Regions from separate parts of the Mus musculus genome. Here region 2 is linked to region 1. A link is a contact called in public promoter capture Hi-C data. All regions are on one chromosome and are shown on one strand. Each heading gives the region's core, a stretch centred on a gene start, on an enhancer-like site or on the middle of the called end of the contact. The rest is flanking DNA. Distances are from core to core; before and after follow the strand shown. Region 1 holds the start of Uchl3 (ubiquitin carboxyl-terminal esterase L3 (ubiquitin thiolesterase)). Region 2 holds the start of Slain1os (SLAIN motif family, member 1, opposite strand).

Region 1 (4,128 bases), core at 1,601-4,100:
CATTCTTTCCATGATCATCATCAAATGCTTTTTTAGAAAATCACTTGAGGAATTTGAACATTAATTAATAAAAATCTTTACAAGTTAGGAAAAAGTGGAACTTATTTAGCTGAGGGAAAGCCTCTCCAAGACCTCTGTAAGCGCCTAACTTTAGAATGAAGGAGTCTAAGCTTCCCCAGCTAAGCAGAAACCAGCACTCCGAAGCCATAGTTAAGACATTACCACGTGAACTAAGACAGGAAAACGAGATAAAGGTGGTTAGTCTGGGACTGAGCACGTGACTGCAGAGAACACGTCTGTCTGTCTGTCTGTCTGATCAGGAAACCCTCCAGACCCACCGAGAAGATGTCAGATACACTGAGGTGCAGACCCACCGAGAAGATGCCAGATACACTGAGGTGCAGTGCAGCTACTCCAGACCCACCGAGAAGATGCCAGATACACTGAGGCACAGTGCAGCTACTCCAGACCCACCGAGAAGATGCCAGATACACTGAGGTGCAGTGCAGCTACTCCCTGAACTTAGTTGAGGATGTGGGCAGATCTTTAAACTGCATTCAATACATAGCAAAGAACTCAAGAATGAACTTTTAAAGCAATACCATTTACAAGAGCGCCTCAAATCATCAAATTTGTAGGTATCCAATAATCTTTTTCCCAAGAGCTATGTGCTCAAACTATCAAACACCGATGGAGAAATCAAAGACCTAATTAAGTGATGATCCACCTTGGTCAAAGATGACAAGATCCACTGTAGTAAAGACACACCCCTCAGAATATGTCTATCCAATTGCCACATTCACCAATCAAGTTTCTGTACAGATTGACAAGCATTCTAAAATTTATTTGGAAGGTAAAGCAATTAGAAAAGCCTAAACAATTCAGAAAAGGTACAATGCTGGCTTCATACAATTTGAGGACTTATAAAGCCACAACAAAGAGAACGATAACCGAAAGAGGAACAGACAGATCAATGGAGCGAAAGCTATCACATATATAGTAAATTGCTATCGCTAAAGTGTAAAAATCACTTTGCTTTACAGCTCAAATACACACTTCTTCTTATGCACAGAAGTTGGAAATTCTTTGAGATTTTTCTCTTGACAAAATAAAATGCACTAGGGAAAGAGATGAGCAAATTTCAAAGTCAAGAACAAAAGGAATTTGGCCTCTTCCAGAAAGGGTGCTGTGAACAGCAAGGCAACGGGGAAGTGCTGGCTTTTAAACTTTACACAGTTCACCTTACTAAGAAGATAGGAACTGATGCTAACAAAAATATATAACAAACCCACATAAGCTACAGGGAGTCAGGCCAGTGAGTCAAGGCTCCTCCCACCAGCAAATACAGAAGACCTGTGTTTAATCCCAAGGACCCACCTGAGGGACTGAGAGAACTGAATCTAGAAAGTTGTCCTCTGACCTCCACCCGAAATCAATGAAACAATAAATGAAACAAAATAAATGAAAACACTTTCAAAAATTCCAAAAGACAAAGGATGTCACCTCTAACATAAAGCCTGTGTGTTTTATACAAAGAATTTGCTAAAATGCTTTTAAAAAAACCGTTAAAAATAACAATAATAATAATAATAATTGGAGGAAGGGAGCAGGTTTTTAGGCAGCATTTCAATTCAGGCTGGGCTGGAACTCAAAATCCTCTTTACCTCAGCCTCCCACACGCTGATACTGGCAGACATGTACCACGATGTCTGGTCTCAAAAAAGCATTTTTAAACGTTGATAATAGATCTTTATCCTTCGGTTATGAGAAGAAAGATGGAAGAAAAGGAAGAAAACTATATAACAAACTAAGAGAACTGTTAAAGGTGAACTAAATCTGAGAGCAGAAAAAAAGGCTAATTAATACATATCTGTGCAAATATATATATATATATATATGCATTCCACCACCTAATTTGGGGTCTGAAAGGCATCCCAAGCCCCAACCTTCAGTATCCAAAACAAACTCCCTTTTAAGAGTAGCAGGTGGCTACGCATTGCAGGACAACCATTAAACCGGGCTTTGTGTGGTACAGGAGGCAAGGACCAGGTCCACCTTCGAAAGACGGGGAGAGAAAGGGGGCGTGGCAGGGAAGAGAAGGACCTCGATGGGGCAAGAGATGACTGAAAGGTGATTTCATTGTACAGGAGGTGGATGGAATTACCAGAACTGGGTGGGCAAGTTTACAAAGCCGGGAGTCAGGAAGTGTTGGCAAATTAGTCACCTTAGAAGGGACAGGGTCAAGGAACAGGATGGAACCCGCAACGGCAAGGAGACGAACCAAGATGGGGAAAGGCACGGGGTGGGGATACCAGGCGAGGGGCTACCAAACCTCAGACCCCGGGTGCCCCAGGCAGCGCCGGCGACGCGGGGTCCGACGGAGGGACAGAGGACGCTCGCTGCACCGGCATCTCCCCGAGCCAGGTGGTGGCCCGAGAGGGGCGGAGCCGCCCACAGCCGCAGCCTGGGGCCGCCTGCCCGCCCGGGATGAGATCCCTGGATCCTTGGGGATGCAGAGGTGAAGGCCAGCGGGGAGGCTGGCGGGGAAGGCGGGAAGGACTCCGGGGTCCGGGGTGACAGGCACCGACCGCACTCACCTGGTTGGTGACCTGAAACGAGACACAGAAGAGGGTTTAGCGACGCGCGCATGCGGGCTGGCGCCGGCCTCCCGACCCGCTCAGGCCCTGGCTGCGGAACCCGGCCGCGCTCACCTCAGGGTTGGCCTCCAGCGGCAGCCAGCGTTGACCCTCCATGACTGCTCCGCCGGCCGCTCTCCAGCTCTGACAGCCGCCACCACCGCCGCAGCCGCCGCCGCCGCCGCTTCCGCCCCCGCGCGCTCCGGCCGGCACCATCCAAACGCCGCCCCGAGGGGGAAACCAACGAATGGACTTCCACGACCCCCAAGACGCTTGATCTCTCCCTACGGAGACTCAGCCCTGGAGTTACTAATGAAGTTAAAAGGCAAATTAAACTGATAAGCCTGAGCCATGTCCTAGTTCATGAGAAAAAGAAGCTTTGATCAACGGTGAACTCCCCTCACACTTGGACTCTCCCTTCCCCCGAGCGAGCTCCCGAGTTCTACGCATGCGCCACCGGGCCGCGTGCTCGCAGGCAACCTCACCTTCTTGCAATGCCAACCAGAAGCTCTAGGGGGCGCGTCATGGATTCCTACTCTGTGAGAGTGGGACCGGTTTGCTAGCCTTAAGGCAGCCAAGCCAGAGGGGTTGACTCCTTGGAATCATGGTCTTCCTGCTCCTTTGTGAGGATACTGGAATGATATGTTGGCCTTATCTGTTATTGCACTGCCCGAGATACAGGTAATAGGTAAATGGTGGATATAGGTGATAGGTAGATAGATACTCAGTTCTGCTTGAGAAACAATATGGAGCCACTACAAAGAGGAAATCAGGCAATGTACTGTTTGGTACAAACTGAAGGACTTTAAACAGCATTTTGAAATCCATTCGCCATCCCACTAAATTTCAGGATGACAAATGTAATGATTTTGTTTGTTTGTTTGTTTGTTTGTTTGTTTTTCAGGGTTTAACTCAATGGCTAGTACATAGGAGATTTCTCAAGGGCTATTTGAGAAATGGTAGAGCACTTGTCTAGCATGCTTGAGGCCCTGGGCCCAATCTCAGTGTCACAAAGGAGAGAGAAGTGGAATAATCATGTATGCAGAAATACCATCTGTCAGTTATGTGGGGAAATGCAAAAACAGGAAAGTTGACACAAGGTAACATTTATGAAGACAGAGAAGCAGAAGATATTTCAAGGAGCAATCCTTTTGATATGTAGGAACCAAGAGTCATGGCAGGACTCCAGAAATTTGATCTGATATATATTACTATTCTGTATCGAAGAGAAGGATTTCAGGGAAAGGTTAGTTAAGAAGTGAGAAAAATATTATTATGCTGAATTTGTCCTTCTTGGGAAATTTCCAACTCTCCCACGCATGCTCTGGCTATTATTTTTATAACCCGGTGACTCTTGTAATCCCTTGACTCCTCCCTATTTGTCTGATGGCTTGATGCCATATCTGTCCAACCTCATGACTTGGTAAATCTGGCAATGCTGGGCTCATGATCGGTTAGCTGCAGTTGCCTGATCTCTTGTGGTGCTTGCTAT
Region 2 (3,874 bases), core at 1,055-3,554, 2.0 Mb before region 1:
ACGCACGTGCACATGCGTGCATGCATACAGTATGCGTGTGTGTGTGTGAGTGTGCCTATGAGTGTGTGTGTGTATGTGTATGAGTGTGTGTGTATATGTGCTCACGAGCACATGTGTGTGTGTGTGTGTGTGTGTGTGTGTGTGTGTGTATGTGTGTGTATGTGTGCATCAGATGGTTGCAAGCCACCTGATGTGGATGCTGGAAACTGAATTCAATGGTTCTAGAAGAGCAACAAGTGCCCTCAAAAACTGAGTCATCTCTCCAGCCCCCGTGAAAATTTCTTGATATATTTCTAACGATGGCCACATGAAAACAAACATGGGGACGATTTGATAGTTGTCATCACAGAAAGGAAGTCAGGAGTGATATCTGTAGGCACAAACATATTCCTTAGAATCCTTAACATTTTACCAACGTTTTTAAATTAAAAGAAATCTGTTAATTAACACAGTGCAGTAAGTGAATCTGGCTCATCTTCTCAGAAACACTATCTATAATCAGCCTGAAGTACACATGCTGGTGACCTTCTTCAGTGAACATGCTCATGATCCCCCATCTCAAGAAGGACAGTGTCACGAGCTTCTCAGAGACTCCCATACTCCACCCCAGGGAGAACATCTCCCGAGAGAACACATTTCCTCTTCTGTCACTGCACGCTGCCCATCCCTACACTGGAATCCCATCCCATGTTCCTTTTCGTGTGGAGCTCCTTTTACCCGATATTAGGTGCATGAGAGCCCTACGTGCTATGGTGTTACTATGTGGTGTTCCAGCACATGGTGGTCTGTTCTCATGACAATGGAAGACTGCATTGTCTCAGTTGCAATTTTAGGAACATTCTTCAACCTGCTTTGTTGGTAATGTGAACCTACTAAGTTGAGTACATACTGAGCCCCTCAACTGTTAGGAGAAGTGAATTCAGCAAGGTCCCTGGATAGAAAACCAAAACAGGAAGAACAATTACATCCTAATTAGCATCTGTGACTGTGACTCTTCACTGTCAACTCGACCAGACTAGAATCACCATGGAAACACAGGCCCTGGGCAAAGAAGGCTTTCCAGGAGTTCTTCAATTGAGGAGGAAAGAACTCTCCTGAATGTGGGTAGCACCATGCTATCGGCTGGGTTCTAGACTGCACAGAAAGAAAACATCCAGCTGAGCACCTGTATTGCCTCCCTGTGCACATGTCATGTGACCAGCCACCTGCTCCATGCCTTCCTGCCATGATGGATTGTGAGCCAAGATAAACTCCTCCTTCCTTAATTGCTTCTCAGGTGTTTTATTATAGAAAGGAGAAAACTGATATACCATAAAACTAGTAGAAGCTAAATTTGAAAAAAAAACCCACTATTTATAAAAAAGTAAATACTTTGAAATAAGCTTAATTTTAGAGCTATAGAATCTCTCAAAACAAAAGTCTATAAAACATTGCCAAGACACATTGAATAAGATTTAAATCAACAAAACCTTACTACATATTAATATGGAATGCTTAGACTGCTGCTGATTCACCCAAAAGTGTCTGGTGGACTCAATGAAAGTCCAATTTCATTTGAAATGACAGTACAGAGTAGCTTTCAAGAAGAGTCCTACTGGCTGGGCGGTGGTGGCACACGCCTTTAATCCCAGCACTTGGGAGGCAGAGGCAGGCGAATTTCTGAGTTCCGGGCCAGCCTGGTCTACAAAGTGAGTTCCAGGACAGCCAGGGAAACCCTGTCTCAAAAAAACAAAAAAAGAAAAAAAAGAAAAAAAGAAGGGTCCTACTGATGAACTATGTCCCTTACAGTCAAAATATGTAAGGGACCCACATTAAAAAGAAATAATAGCTACCAGAAGAAAATAGCAAAGATAGACATCATTTGAGTTTTATAAGTAAGAAATGAAAAAGTCAGGAAGGTTATGATGCCTGGATTTCATAAAACCCGAGGTCCAGTCTGACGACACAGTCCTTTGTTGATGAAGTTTTCTCCCCAGCCTCTGCAGAATCCTAAGCCCTAAACCTGAAATGGGAACATCTGAGTTACTGTGAGGAGACACCATGACCATGGCACTCTCAAAGGAGAAAGCAATTAACTGGGGGCTTGCTTACAGTTTGAGAGGCTTGACATGACAGGAGCAGGGCGGCATACAGGCAGGTGCTGGGGCTGGAGCTGGGGACCATAGCCACAAGAACAAAGGGAGTGAGACTGGTCTGGTGTGGGCTTTGAGTTTCCTCTAACAAGGCCCACCCCCAGTGATGCACTTCCTCCAACAAGGCCCACCCCCAATGACGCACTTCCTCCGACAAGGCTGTTTCTCCTCCTCCTTTCTAATGCTATCGACCAATCCTGATGCTCCCTGTTGACCAAGCATCCAAATGTAGAGCTATGGGGGCCATTCCCATCCAAACCGCAGAGTGACCGACCTAATGCACAGTAATGCCTCTTGTTTGTTCTGCTTTCCTGTACGTGACTTTTCTATCTTAATTCTTTATGTATTTTAAATAGAATCCCGCCTATAGAGAATCCCCCCCATCCATCCCTTGTTTTTTGCTTTGTTAAGCATGGACCCAGAGATATTTATATGGCACTATCAATTATAATCTATTATTATTTACTCTGCAGTTCAGATGGTCTCAGCTCTGGCCACAGGCCATTTCCTTCCAACATGCTCGCATTAGTTTTTTAGTATTTCAAAGCTAGAAATCCAAAATCATGAACACTCCTTCCTATTTTGTGTTGTGTTAATTATTATGGCACTCAAAGACTATTGTCCACACACAAAGTTACAATCAACACATTCCTTATCGTCCTATATTTGCTAAAGACGAAACATTTTTCTATTGCTTCATACTTACACTGTTAGTCTTCATTTACTCAGACCTAGAATGTATATTTTTCCTCAGGTAAAATTCTTCATAATTAGCCTGCTGTCTAAAAATAACTGACATCAGTCAGTGAACAGGCCTCTCTGTTTTGCATCATTAGTAAATTCGTGAATCAGCTTTGCCTTCATTAGACACCCTACTAATTTAACTATTTAATGGATATAGATTCATTCATGAACTCATGTTTATTTCACTCATTCATTCACAACGAACCAAGGTCCAAGTCCAGAGCTCACAGCCTGGTAAAAATCAGTAAACCATGACACAGGCTGAGTGCTCTATCTAAAATGCTGGGAAACAAGCCTTAGACTAACATTTGGGATGTTTTCAAACTTGAGAAATTATCAATCTATTGTCTATCATCTACATCTATCTATCCAACTATCCATCTATCTTCTATATTCTATCTATATATCTTCTACTATACACACACACATATATATTTCTACCATCTGTCAATCAATCAATCAATCATGTGGGTGTGTTGACTGAATGTATGTCTGTGTATGCCTAGTGTCCAGAGTCCAAAGGACGGCATCATATCCCCTAGAACTAGAGTTACAAAAGGTTGTGAGCTATGATGTGGCCTAGGAACCAAATTGGAGTCCTCTGAAAGAGCAGCCAGTTCATCACTTAGCCATCTCTCCAGCCCCGCATGTTGTAGAACATTTGCATATACATAGACATATCTTTCATGTTAGTGGTTTGACCATAAAATGTCACCAAGAAGGATCCTGTGTTGAAGCCTCAGCTCCTAGCTGGTGGCCTTTTTCTGAGAGGTACTGGAAACAATAGGAGATGGGGCCTACTGGGATAGAGCAGGTCATTGGTCATATCCCAGGAAGACATACCTTGTCCCTAAGCCCTTCCTATGTCTCTTTTGGCTACTGGGCAGTCAACAATTTCCTCATCTACCTGTTCCCACAGAATGACATCTGCTATGCCTCAGACCGAGAGCAATCCAGTCAGTCATGGGCTGACACATGCATCACTGAACCAAAATGGA

The links. Promoter capture Hi-C pulls out the DNA fragments that hold promoters and counts their contacts.
Region 2: a promoter capture Hi-C map of neutrophils shows a contact between it and region 1, with 6 times the contacts expected there. The contact joins the promoter of Slain1os here to the promoter of Uchl3 in region 1. A contact is called at or near these places in 4 of 39 promoter capture datasets (hippocampal neurons, liver, neutrophils and 1 more).

The regions. Positions count from the first base shown.
Region 1 is chr14:101,652,689-101,656,816 of GRCm38.p6, reverse strand. It overlaps Uchl3 (ubiquitin carboxyl-terminal esterase L3 (ubiquitin thiolesterase)), which reads right to left and starts at 2,850. Exons shown (of 9, transcript NM_016723.2): 1 at 2,712-2,850; 2 at 2,598-2,609. The coding sequence starts at 2,753.
Region 2 is chr14:103,697,862-103,701,735 of GRCm38.p6, reverse strand. It overlaps Slain1os (SLAIN motif family, member 1, opposite strand), which reads left to right and starts at 2,304. Exons shown (of 3, transcript NR_045148.1): 1 at 2,304-2,445. The region is part of intron 5 of Slain1 (SLAIN motif family, member 1); the gene reads right to left.